2 separate regions of the Hordeum vulgare genome follow, and region 2 is linked to region 1. A link is a contact called in public Hi-C data. All regions are on one chromosome and are shown on one strand. The core of a region is the stretch at or near the end of the contact, and the rest is flanking DNA. Distances in the headings are between cores, read along the strand shown. Region 1 has its middle 65 kb from the start of LOC123412985. Region 2 holds the start of LOC123407604 (putative methylesterase 14, chloroplastic).

Region 1 (7,158 bases), core at 915-3,414:
GCAAGGAGGCGCCGAGTTAGTCATGGGGTGCAGTGGTGTTGAAGAAGTGGTGCGTCGGAAAGAAGACGTAGTTGACGAGGCATCGTGTCGGGTTTGCCAAGCCCGAGGACACATCATGGACGAAGGCACGCATCGGTGTTGCCAGCATCGCGCATGCGTAGACGGACGAAGTCGATGTTGACGATGCATAGCTCCAGGCTTGCGAGGCCTGGGAACACACTTGGGACGAACGCACACGTCGATGTTGCCAGCACCGGGCATGCGGAGATCAGGGACCTGCACAAGTTGTACGTCATGTCGAGGAGTCGGGGTAGACGACGTCGACGCTGACGAGGAGCTGGTGCTGGACGAAGATGAAGGAGGTGGACGGGCGATGCGGCTCGGTTGAGCGAGCTGTGGCGCCAAAGGAGAACGGTGGCGGCGGCCTGAAGGTGGAGGCGACGGCGGCGGCGGCAGCGTCCTGAAGGCGGAGGCGATGGCGGCGGCTGGGTAGGTACGCGGCGGTGATGCTCGATGTAGGCGAGGAAGAACACGACAACGTGATGAAGACCGGCGCGGACGATGGCATTCCCGTGCCAATAGAGATGGCGCGGCGCAAACCACGGGAAGTCAACGCGCGGGGACGGTGGAGTGGACCGTGCGCCGCGTGGCTACGACCCGAAGGGGGGGCGAAGCGGCAGTGCGCGGGTCGGGGTGACGGCAGGAAGACCTCGGGGCGGCGGCATAGACCGCGTGCCACAACACGACGACCCGATGGGGCGGCGTAGCGGTAGTGCACGGCGATACAGCCAAGGGAAGAACCACGAGGCGGTGGCACTACGGCCCGATGGGGCGACACAGCGATAGCCCGATGCTCGATCGATGAAGGGCGCGCTTTACTTGGGACAGTCTTCACGGGACATGGGGGCATGCGCAACCAACGGGCCAGATCGGTCGCAGGGCGTAGATGACGCGGATCGCGCGCAGACGGGTGATCAATCCGATCGCGCGCGAGGTCGGGGACGTCGCTCAGTGGAGGCGGGGTGGCGGCGGCCGAGTAGCCGGCACATGGCCCGAGGCAAGCGGCGAGGCCGATGCACCCGGAGCCTGTAGCCGGCCCGAGGCAGCCGACGCAGCCGGAGCCGGGATCCAGCCCGAGGCAGGCGGCGAGGCCGATGCGGCCGGAGCCGATAGCCGGCCCGACGCAGGCGGTCTGAGGCAGGCGGTGCGGTCGGAGCTAGCCGGCCCGACGCAGGCGGTGCGGCAGGAGGCGGCGAGGTCGATGCGGCCCGAGCCGGAAGTCGGCCCGACGCAGCCGGCCCGACTGCAGGCGGCGGCGCGACCGTATGAGGCGACTATGGAGGCGGATGATGATGAAACAGTCCCAGTCGGAGAAGGGCGGCAATGGCCGGTGCAGGACGACGACGGGAAGACACACGGTCGATGGCCAGAAGGGGCCGCCACTTCGCGTGAGGCCGTTGGGTCGTAGAGGCCGGATCGCGCCGATGTTGAAGTAGAGGCGCGGTGGACGATGGCGGCGGCGGGCGACGCAAACCGACCTTAGATCGGAAAACCAAAAAGAAAGAGCGTCGATCAAAAGACCGACATGAGAGAGAAAACTCGGATCAAGAGATCGGAAAAAACTCTCTAGGGCAGCCGGTCAACAGGACCGGCGGACGAAACCAAGGTACGAGCGACGCGGCCCTCGGCGGCGGTCATGGAGGCCGACCGTCCCAGGGACGGCACGCGGGGCGAAAGTGGTGGACGCGGCTAGGTCAAGAAACTTGCGGCAGATAGCAAGTTGAACGGGAGAAAAGGATTGGTGAAATAGTTGTTGTATTGTTTGACCCTCGTACACGATCAACTTGAAGTATAAGACAAACCAGAATAACTCCTAATCTATCTTATCTTTTCTAACTAATCAATATACTCAACAATGTAGCCTTCTACGAGGAGACATAATCATCTGTCAAGGGATTCGCCAGCCACTAAGCCTGCCCATGAATCAAGAGAATTATTCCATGTGCGCAACGCGCTTCCTCCTCGCCGTGCACCTGCATGATTTGTTTTCCTTCCACAAAGAAATGCATGTTGCTTTACGTCCTTTTCATGAGGAAACTGCATGATTTATTAATCTCTGTTTCTTTCTGTTGCTTTCATCAACAGATATGGATAACCTTTCTTGATGACGGGAGTGGGCTGGGATCATCTCACTGTTAGTCCAATCAACGCATTGCTCCGATTCGGATGACCCATTGATCAGTTGCTGCCAACTCTCGCCTTATTCTCCATGTTCCTGTATTGAAGTATGAATCAGGCCTAAGATGAAATTCTGCGTGATTGTTTTGCATCAACCTTACAGGATATAGTCCGTATCTGATTCTGTTTTGAGTGTGCAAAATGGTCACGTGTTTGTGTTCTAAACGGGACCTTGCCACAGCAGTCCGGCTATTTTGCAGAGTTTTGCAAGAGCACTGAAAAGGGGATCATGAGTTCATGACTGACAGGCACATGCAGTGGGTGTGGGTGGGTGTCATTTTCTACTTTCCTGTGCGACAAGTCTCACTAAGGCCAGACAAGGGGATATGCTAATGCACATGACAAGGATTGATACTCATGTGTGTGTAACTTTTAAAAAGATATTCATGTGTGTGTATTTATGTAAAAGAACACATGTGCATATCCTGGTCCTTTAAATGCTTGTAAATTCTAGAGCTACTCCCTCCATTTCAAAATGTAGTGCATGTAGATTTTTTCTAAAGTCAAACTTTACCAACTTTGACCAAGTTTATAAAAAAAATTGTCTACATCTACACTATCAAAGTGTACATTATGAAAATATAACTCATGACGTATTCAATGACGTGCATTTTGTATTCTAGATGTACCTATTTTTCTCTATAAATATGATCAAAGTTTGTAATATTTGAGTTTTTGAAAAAATATAGGCACTACATTGTGGAACGGAAGGAGTACAAAATATTACTTTAGCAAATATGATAGAAGTTTATTTACTAATGCATAAAAAATCTATTGTAAGAGCTTGCTCATGAAATTTAGAAGTAGTATATGAAACGCTTAATCAATTAGCGTGGCTACTTTTATTTTGATCTCTTGGACCATTTAAAATACGTTCATTTTTGCTGTTCACTGTGGGCGGCAACACGTGACCGGTAAATATGTTGACCAAAAGGATTCTCTGAGAACATTATTCTAAGCGATCGCACATGACAAGAGCAAAAAGGTGAATCGATTTTTAACAACCACTTAAAATTCGGTGGTGGAATGACGTCAGCCAAGCATGTTCCGCATGTGCGTTAAGTAAACTTTATATGAATTTTTGATTTTGCTAACCTCATGTATCATGGGGTTGCGTTAAGTAAACTTTAAGATAACTAGAGATCTCCCTGCAGAAAAAGAAATGCTTTAAGATACCGAAAGGTCTAATCTTCGAGCTCATAAACCCGAGTGAAAAAACTATTACATTCTAAGTTCAAGTTCAGTTTTGCTAGCATATTTCTTTTACACTACACAAGTCAGCCGATTTTTTAATTAATTTTCTCAATAAATTCTTATGACCGATTGGAGCCGATCTAACCAAATTTTTGACTGCCCAGGCCCGCCGGAGCTTGCCACATATGATGATGGAGATGAAGAGGGGATGACAGTCGCTAACCAACTCTGTCGGTGGGCCGTTTTCATTAGGTCAGCCTCCTCCCCCCATCTCTCCCGGGCACTCACTTACTCTCTTCTCATTCATTCCCTCCTCTATCTGTCGTACGATGGCGGCGGCCAAATCTAGCTGAGCGGCGAGGCAGCTGCCGACGGAGGGATCACCGCGAGGAGAATGAGTACTTGGAGGTGGACAACTCGATGGGTAACTAGAGCTTCGCGACACAGCCCTAACAACCGCCACATGGGTCACTTGCACATAGGGCGATGACAGCCTTGACCCACGTGATAGTGGTACCTTCGATCGACGACCATAGTTGAGCTTCTCCCCTCGGCGGCGGCGAGTAAGTCATCATCCCCCCTCCCCTTTAGCATTTGTTGGTGTAGGTTAGAGTTTCTGCAGAATTGAGGATTTGGTGTTGTTGTAGGTTAAGATTTCTGCAGAATTGAGGATTTAGGTTTAGGGTTCTTATGGCTTTCAATTTAGGAATTTCCGGAACCATCGTGAATTAGAGTAGATTAGTTAAATTAGTTTTGTCCAGTTTATGCGCCTGATGTAGCTTATTGTATTCATGTAAATTAGGAAAATGCAAATAGGTTTCATTGTTTTCTATTGTATATGTGCCTGTAATGTGAATTACCAAAATAAAATCCGATTAACACTATGAATTTTACAAAATCATCTATTTCATTTCGAAGGAGACGCAGAAGTGAAAAAAGATGTTCTTAGAGGAAGAGGATGAGGATTCACATACTGAACCTCACAACCCACTTCCTCAAGCATTTAAGACGGTACAAAAGCAAGTCAAATAACATGATCCGACCATGAGCCTCGGACATATGTAGTTCTAGGTTTTGTGCCATCTGATGATTCATGCCATTTCCCTGTTGACTTTGGCCTTATTGATGAGGATGCAACGAGAATACTACCTTTTACACTAGCTTGTGAAAGGAAGAGCAATGCCAAGAGGGCCAAAATTAGGAGATGATATGATGAGTCACTGGCTGATGCACATGAACAACTAGGCTAGAAGTTGTGCTTCACTCATCTGTATCAGTTTAGAATATCATTGAGGAATACTATGTGAGGACATTGAGGAACTTCCATTAGCATAGGAACATCCCATATACGATCATTGCCTGCTGGACATAGAGAAAATATGGATGTGCATTTTACATCAGTGCTCCATAGTAGCCCATGAGAAGACCTTTTGCATCGGGAAGATGAACCTTTTGCACACTTGCGGTGCACATGGAGAGTCCTCAAAGGTCACAATTGATTGGGTGGCCAGGGCATGCGAGGATCATCTGAGGGCGGATCTTAGTGCTAGAGTTGATGCAATAATGAAGCTGACAAAGACAAAGTATGGAGTGGATGTGCCAAAGATCAAGGGCAATGTTTGTTGAAGTGGTGCGAGACGACATGAAAGCAAAGTATGCAGGGCTGAGTGATTATATTCGAGCAATCCTTGATACACACATCCTGGAAGCAGATGCATTGTCACTACCACGTTGCCTGAACTACATCCTAGTTCAAATCATAGGTTCCATTACACATTTTATTGTCTCAATGCTTCAAAAGAGGGATTTTTGAATGAATGTTGGCCAATTATATGTAAGGTTTCTTATTTTATATGTTAACTATATAACTATCCTTATTGTTGTGACTTTTTTTACTAGCTTGTTTGTCCTAATGGTACATAAGTTGATGGTTTCTTCATCAATTGATAACTAGGAAACACATACTTGTTGCCAAATGAAGGGATGATAATAACAAGATATTCCCAATTGCAATTGGGATTGTTGATAAAGAGGACACTAAAATGAACTTGGTTTCTAAGCCATCTCACAACATATATTGGAGAGGGAAACAAATGGGGCCTCTACACAATAATTGATGACAACCCAAACATGAGTGGAAAATTACATTACTTTAAGAGTAGCTTAAGTATCATGCAAGCCATAGTTTAAGTATCATGCAAACCATAGCTTTGGTATCATGCAAACCATAGTCTTTAAGTAGTAACTTAGAGTAATTATTGCTTGAAATAGGGGTTACTTAATGAAGATGCTTTCCCACACCCACCTCAAAGATATTGTCTTACACATATCTATGCAAATTTTCAATCAAATGACTTTATATGCGAGGAGCTAAAACATGGATGCTCTAATATACTCATACACCAAACATGGTTTTGAGGTTGCAATGGAGGAGATGAAGAAGGATTACGAGGATGCTTGGGAATGGATGGCCAACATCCCTAAAGAGACTTGGGCCAGGCATGCTAGGAATCACAATTGCAAGAACGATCTTGTAGTCAACAATCTTACTAAAATCGTCAACGAGATTAGATGACCCATTGTGCCCTTGGCACAAATACCAAATACAATAAAGAAGTCCACAAACTATATGAAGCAATACCTGATGACCCACAAGTATAGGGGATCAATCGTAGTCCCTTCGATAAGTAAGAGTGTCGAACCCAACGAGGAGCAGAAGGCTCTGATAAATGGTTTCCAGCGAGGTAATAACTTCAAGCACTGAAAGTAGCGGTAACAAGTGATGGTGTAGTGAGGTGAAACGTAGCAAGCGAAAAGTAACAAGTAACAAGTAGTAGCAATGGTGCAGCAAGTGGCCCAATCCCTTTTGTAGCAAGGGACAAGCCTGAACAAAGTCTTACAGGAGGAAAAACGCTCCCGAGGACACACGGGAATTTCTGTCATGCTAGTTTCATCATGTTCATATGATTCACGTTCGTTACTTTGATAGTTTGATATGTGGGTGGACCGGTGCTTGGGTACTTCCCTTACTTGGACAAGCATCCCACTTATGATTAACCCCTCTCGCAAGCATCCGCAACTACGAAATAAGAATTAAGACAACGTCTAACCATAGCATTAAACTAGTGGATCCAAATCAGCCCCTTACGAAGCAACGCATAGAATGGGGTTTAAGCTTCTGTCACTCCAGCAACCCATCATCTACTTACTACTCCCCAATGCCTTCCTCTAGAACCAAATATGGTGAAGTGTTATGTAGTCGACGTTCACATAACACCACTAGAGGAAAAACAACATACATCATATCAAAATACCGAACGGATATCAAATTCACATGACTATTATTAACATGACTTATCCCATGTCCTCAGGAACAAAAGTAACTACTCACAAAGTATAATCATAATCATGATCAGAGGTGTAATGAATAGCATCAAGGATCTGAACATGAACTCTTCCACCAAGTAATCCAACTAGCATCAAGTACAAAGAGTAATCAACGCTACTAGTAACCTTACAAGTACCAATCGGAGTCGTGAGACGGAGATTGGTTACAAGAGATGAACTAGGGATTGGAGAGGAGATGGTGTTGATGAAGTTGTTGATGAATATGCCTCCCCTCCGACAAGAGGAGTGTTGGTGATGACGATGGCGATGATTTCCCCCTCCGTGAGGGAAGTTTCCCCCGCAGGATCGTCCTGCCGAAGCTCTAGATTAGTTCTACTC
Region 2 (7,031 bases), core at 3,094-5,593, 240 kb before region 1:
ATCCAATTTCATCATGAAATGCGTGATTGACACACTCATTTGAAGCTTTAAAATAACTTGGTTGAGCATATGTGGAATCACATTGACAACCAATAGATGTATTGGTTCATTGTGTTTATTCAAGACAATTTTGATTTGGTAGTAAAACTATTTTATTTGAGACAATTTCGATTAGATTGTAAAACTATTTTTATTTAAGACAATTTAAACATGCAAACATTGATGATTGATGTATATGAATATATGAACATATTGGCTGTGAGGGAAGATGCGTTCTTGAACACACGGGCACGTGTTTGGTGTCGTGGGCTCGAGTTGGCCTTATAGAAGGAATGTGATTCAGAAACGTCTTTACAGGACGGCGCCAGGCCCAGTTACTTGTCCTTGCACATTACTCAAAGGACAGGAGTGTATTAGACAAACATGGATGTACTGTAGATCGAGAGCAAAGGCAAACCATGAACCAGCAAGAAAATGTCCAAAACTTCTGATGATGGCTCAAGATTTAATTCACATTGGTAGAACATCTCTCACAGGCCCATACACTATACCTGTCCCAAACTTCTGATGACGGCTCAAGATTTAATTCACATTGGTAAAACATCTCTCACAGGCCCATACACTATACCTCATCATTCATCACAAAAGAAAAAAAGATGTCCCGCTTCTTCAACTAACTACATTATTTTGATCTCTGGCTGACTGACTGACTGACCGACTCCAATTAATCCCTCCCTGTATTCTTCTCCTTTAGCAAACCGCAACCTATGTGCTACTCGTTTCATGTACACGCATGGCATTCGGACGGTCACGATGACTTCTCGGCGCTCTCCTCCTCTTCTTCTTCTAGGGTCTTTGCTTTGCCCGGGAGCAGCGCCCCCGGAGCTTGGATCTGCACGATCTCCAGCAGGATCTTGTGGAGGGACTGCGGCTTCGAGAAGAAGGGGCAGTGGTCGCCGCCCTTTATCTTGAAGATGCCGTCGGGCGGGCTCTCCCGGACCAGCTTCTCCTGGACGTCGGGCGACAGCATCCGGTCGTCCAGCGTCTGGATGAAGTAGCGGCGGATGCTGCCGTAGTTCTCCGCCGTGAGGGACAGCTTCTCCATGATCGGGGCTAAAGGGATGGGCCTCATGGACACGGTGGCCAGCGCGATATCCTGCAACGTCGCGTGCAAACTTGTCAGCTGGACTTGGTACACAGAAAGAACAGAAGATTGGCATGGCAATGTATGTGACAGTAGTTCTCGATAGAGTACAATGTATGTACCTTGGAAGGACTTTGGTTGAAATATAACCCCTTGATCTGCTGCTTGTCAAACCTGAGCCCGGTTGGAGGCTTGTCCTTCCCATTTCCATAAAGTAAATACTGTGATTCTTGCAAGAAAACATCTGCCGACGCAAGCTGCAAAATACCACGTCACATGAGTTTGTGACTACTCAATAAGAACACACAACTGCACACGGACACATAAGAGGAGTGCATACCTCTTCAGAGAACACATCGAAGGGCCTCTGGCTATCCTTTACCATTGTGGCAGTAAGGAATACAGCCTTTGAGATCTTTTTTGGGCAGTGTTCTAAGGCATATGACACACTTGCACCTCCACAACTATGACCGACCAAAACAACCTGCATTAGCGTCGACATGAACACAACACTCAGATACCCAATTCTATTTATTAATGAATGTGTGAAGAAAAACAGATGCAGTACTCACCTTCTCGTTCTCAGGGAGTTTACTGAGGTAATCAATTAGTGGTTTGGAGTACTCTTCCAATGTAGCTATGCTGTTTGTATCAGTGTGGTCTATGCCTGAACCTGTGAGATCTAAGGCAACAGGATCGAGGCCAGCTTCCTCCAAGAGAGAGATGGTCTTGTACCAACACCAAGCACCAAATCCTTCCCCGTGGACAAGAACAATTTTCTTGGTTTCTAAGTTCTCTAAAACTATTTGGACCTGAAAATATGCCAGAACAAGAAGCATGAAAGACTGAAATCAGTTCAAAAGAACAGATAGAAAATAGACTACAGCCACCGCAAACCAGTCCAAAGTTGCTAGAGCAAAGTGTTAAACTACAAAGAATAAATAGTGTAAGCGCAAACGAGGAACACTTCTACTGTATTGTCAGGTCCTAACTCCTAAGATAAAGCACCACCAGATGCCCATGTGCATGTAGAAGCATATCAGAGTGTGAAATGCACGAAAACTGCAAACAGAATGATCATCTGAGAGAGACCACTGTAAGAAATGGGAACATGCTATCAAATAGTGAGGCAGCTGTTGAGTTCATAGACTTGGTGTTGTCTTGTAGTCCAACTCATAACATAAGGTAACTTGTAGGGTTTCACCTATCTTATGTATGAATCAACAACAGTTGTGCTAAAGATGCATTTTCAACATATAGTAATATGAATAATAATCTATATAATTCAAATTTCCAAAATATGGGTTCGAGATTCTAGAAGCTTAGAGTAAGCTCAAACTATTAACAGGTCATAAAATTAATCATTAAGAAAAAAAAACGATGTGAACAGCAAAGCATGTCGCCATTGGTAGATTTACATCAACAAATCTTAGTACTAACAAGATGAGCAGGACCAAGGAAGTGTAGAAACCCATCATCCTATCCCAGTGACACTTCAGAACCTCCGATATTCAACTACAGGTTAATATGAACTTACTGCTGATTGCAATTCAAAATCAACCCCAACAAGGAAGCCATGAAGAAACTGACTAGAAACATGCAGGTGCTTCCTTACAGAAAAAGAATGTGTCCTTCAACAAACATACAAGTACATCCATATCACTGAATTATCTCCCATATACAAGCAATCCAAAAAGAACCAATTTACTAGTGAAACCTAGAGCAACCAGACATTTAGCTATGTAGCAAACCAGGCAACTGACAATGCTGTGGTACCACTCTGATAATGACAGAATTTTGCCGACCAAACAACTTAAACAACAAAGCATACAACAACAGTATGATAAGGCCAAATCATTTAGGGCCAGATGGCCAACTGGTCCCGCAAGGACTCTTGCAGTTGAAAAGTTTGGCACTAGACATTACCAAGTACAGTTTGCAACTGGACCAACCTCTGTACAAAGAAATTCAGAACTTTCTTTGACAATGAACTTGTTAATTACTACTGTAAAGTATAACATTGTAGACAGTATATTTTTCTAGGCAAGAACAAGACGCAAGGATGCTACAACCTACAAGGGAGGGAGCATGAAGCAGAAAGAGAGAAAGGCGGGGGAGGGCTTACAGCCTTGGTGGCATTGGTGACGGAGTCCGGGAGGTTGCCGTGGCGTCGGGAGCTGGTGGAGCCGGGGCCGATTCGTCGGGACATGGAGCCGGCGCCGGCGTCGATGCGGCGCGACATGGAGCCGCCGGCGTCGAGGTGCTGGTGGATGGCCATGGCGAGCGCCTGGCGGTGCAGGAGCTCCTCCTCAGCCGGCGTGAGCTTGGCCGCGCCGCCGCGCGGCGGGCGGGCGCTCCCCATCCGCTTGCTGCGCGACACCGCGGCCGCGCCCCGGTGCTCCTTGCGCGGCATGCACGCGAACGCGTTGCCCATCGGAGAGGATAGCTTGTGGCGGAAAAAGGAGGGCGTCTATGTCTCAAGAAGAAATCGGCAGAGACGAGCAAGAAAACAAAAGGCCGATTTCTGCTCCAAGAAGGGTGGGAGTTTGGCTCGCACGGGAAGAGGAAGAACTCAACAGGAACAAGAAAACTCGTACTGGAAGAAACTAAGCTTAAAAAAGAATGGCGGACGAGAAGAAAGATTTTTCTCCAAGCGGGAGGAAGAACGGCGCCCTGCCCTGCTCTCTCCGGCGAGAAGCACGGCTGGTTGGTTGGTTGGGTTGGCAAAAGCGATGCGAGGAGGAAGAGGAAGCACGGAGCAGATCTGAAAGAAGAAGAAGAAGGGAAGAGGCGGAATTTATGAGTGGTCCTGACACCTAACTCGTCTCTCCCCCACACGAATCTCGCCAAAAAGGATTTATTCCCCCCCTCTCTCTCTCCTCTCCTGTATCTTTTGGATCTTCTCCCGCACAGATAATTTGGAATGGAACAAACGAAAGAAAGAGAGAAAGATTAGAGATTTGGAAGCAACAGCGAAGAGAGACAAAGGGAGGAGAAGCTTTAGGCGGCGGTTTCCTGGGAATTGTGTCTCTTGTTGTGCTCCCTCTCCCTTTGCCTTTGCTGGTGTGGTGGAGTCTCCTCCCACTCCCTCTCCCCCTCTCTTGCAGAGAGAGAGAGAGAGAAGAGAGGAAAAAGAAGTCGAGGAAGGAGACCTCTTTTTTGTTATTTTCTTCACTGCTAATCCACTGGGTGTCTTAATTGTCTGGCTTTTGACCCACCACCCTGTCCTTCTCCTATTATTCTTCTTCATTCATAATCAAACCATACATATAAAGATAAAATTTCAGCCAGCTTCTTTCCCTTAATTATCAATGTTACTATGGTTTTTGTTCCATTTCTGGGGATATCCTGGTCTGCCTTTCTCGGATCCAAAGCGAGGCCCTGCCTCACGCTTTCAGGAAATAGGTTCATGCCTGACTTTTGAGTCCCTTTTTTGACCCTCATGATCCACTGTGCTTTTGAGCTACCACAGTAAGCATTACTTTGTGTGGATTGCGAAAAATGGTGGGCGCCTGATGAACGGATGCGGAAGCACTGTTGGAGTAAATCCGTCGGCTCATGTCCTTTGCGTCGCCAGTGCAACGGTCGTACTGTTTCACTGTGAGAGACACTGTGGAGTACGGTAGGGCGGGACATGCGAGCGAGCGAGCGAGCGTGTGGTTTTTGATGAGCGGAAGGCGTTTTCCCTGCTGGAGGCCGGTGTGATTTTTGATGTGGATGCATTGGGGTCGGCTTGTTATGTTATTAGTATTTCATTTGCTTCCGTCAGCGGTACGTACTGTGCGTGCTTATACATAACTAATGAGAAAGCAACACGAGTGTACTACTCACCGTCGCTGCTGACGGCGATACCTTAGCTTAAACAGGCCGGCGCATTAACACCACACTTGAATTACGGGACAAGGGCATGCCGCTTGGTTGCAACGGCACGTCATCTCACTCGCTCTCCTTGTAGTATCCGCTCCATGGATCCCTGGGTACAACGTGTGGGACATTTTTTTTTTATCTTTTGTCTTAACAAATTGCAGAATTGATCTTACTTTAAAAAAAAGTTTTAATATAACCTCTTTTGATGACCCCAACATCCCTGACGCATGGTTTACATGGAAGACGTCAAGGTCCCTTACGTCTGATACGGACTCGCATGACCGATTGACCCGTTAAGTTTGTGCGTGGCTTGGTATCAGACGCGAGGGATCCCGGCGTCTGGTCCGACGCCAAGGACCCTGACGTCTGGATGACGTGGCACATATTACCAAAAGTATATTTGTGTGATCTGCTGAAACCAAACGCCAAAGTCTCTGACGTTTGGTATTAGATGTGAGGGTCCTTAGCATCTCGTTCACGACCAGACGCCAGGGTTCCGTACCAAAAGGATTGATTTCTCTTCTCAATGGGTTAGCCGGTCATGCAGGTCCGTACCAGACGTCACGGAACTTGGCGTCTCTCATACAAACGAGACGTCACAGATGTTGGCGTCACCAAAGGAGGTCAGATTTTTTTTAAAGTAAGGTCAATTTCAGAATTTGTTAGGACAAAAGGTCAAAACAAAAAAATTTATCCCAACACGTGACAAAAGAAACCTCAACTCAGCTATTAGGGCATGTACAAAGGTAAAGACACCTGTCTATCTATAGTCATTGTTCACGTCCCATACACCGCATACAACAAGTTGTCTGTTTTGGTGTATGTAAAAAGTTAGAAACCAATGTCCGCCTGAAAAATCTCAACGAGCATCGTGCGATCACTACAGTCTTCCACACGACATTCGATACAACGATAAAATAAGCGTCGTTAGCCACTGATTTTCACGGGATTCGACGGTCTATAGAATTATAGACGACCTCTTCCTCTCTCTTCTTTATCTTTCATTCAACTCATTATAAATCCTAGGTGGCATGTTTTACAGACACCTGAGTCAACATCGTTGTACATGCCCTTAGTAATTATAATTACTACTATCACAAATTAATTTATTTAGGGTTGTCGTCTTCTTATCGTCTCTTAACGTCCTTTTTGCATATACTGATATCTCTTTTGACATCAACAAGAAAAAGAAAGGCACATGTTTATGTTTGTACATCTACCAGAGATAGGTAGATGGGCCACGAGGTGCTACATTTCTTTTCTTCTTTCGAAATACTTTGTGTGCAAGTTTTAGTTTCATTTTAACTAAAATTTCTTCATATATAGTATATCCTCAAAACTCGTTGGGGCACGCACCCACCTGTCTGTCTCGCAAATCCGCGATTTCTACGACACACCAAATTAAAGTTTTAGCTTTCATTAGATTCGCCCGACCCGCACCCGTGAGCGAGGAAGGAAAACCGTCACCGCGCCGCCCCCGTCCCCTTCGCTTCGTCCCTCCCCCTCGTCACCGCCGGCGTCCACCGTCGGGGAAAGGCCGGTCGATGGAGGCGGCGGCGGGGAATTCCCTTCCCCTCCCATGGGTGCGTGCACCGTGGGTTGCTGCATCTGGCCGGAGGCGCAGCGCTTGCGTGGGGTGTGGTGGCGGCAAGTCGTCCGACGCGTCGGAGGTGTGGTCGGAGCACAGGGTTGTGGCGGCTTTGCGGGGATCTAGTGCGTGGGGGGGCATGCTCGGTGGGCCTGTAATCTGTTGGCGGTGGCTCGAGTGGCGAGGTACGAGGAGCGGCCCGGCTGGGGCAGCATGGGCCGAAGGCCGTTGCCTGCCTCCGTGCGATCGGCTCATGACGACGGGTGTGAGCTGTGGGCGCGTCCTGGTGGCCGACGACGCGCTGGCTCAGTCCCCATGGTCTGTTCGGGGCGCTTGGGCATAGTGCAGGGTGGCGCTCATGGTTGTCTGCACTGTGGACGACCATGGGTGCGCCTCGCGGTTCCGGTTGGCGGCGGCAGTCGCAAGGTGGTG

Evidence for each region. A called contact is a pair of places that touch in the nucleus more often than the background predicts.
Region 2: a contact with region 1 is called in a Hi-C map of leaf, with 2.2 times the contacts expected there. The contact joins the promoter of LOC123407604 here to the enhancer-like site in region 1. A contact is called at or near these places in 3 of 6 Hi-C or Micro-C datasets (leaf and seedling) and 1 of 1 datasets of contacts at active chromatin or transcription factors (embryo).

Annotation. Positions count from the first base shown.
Region 1 is chr7H:434,815,982-434,823,139 of MorexV3_pseudomolecules_assembly, reverse strand. No RefSeq gene overlaps it. Among protein-coding and RNA genes, the nearest start is that of LOC123412985, 65 kb to the right of the region's middle. Within about 2 kb of position 2,164, at least 1 of the 3 cell types and tissues checked has open chromatin away from gene starts, as enhancers often do. A contact at or near this core is called in leaf, where this site is marked.
Region 2 is chr7H:435,059,953-435,066,983 of MorexV3_pseudomolecules_assembly, reverse strand. It overlaps LOC123407604 (putative methylesterase 14, chloroplastic), which reads right to left and starts at 4,343. Exons shown (of 5, transcript XM_045100767.1): 1 at 3,270-4,343; 2 at 1,717-1,956; 3 at 1,485-1,628; 4 at 1,267-1,401; 5 at 569-1,156. The coding sequence starts at 3,578. The coding sequence ends at 809.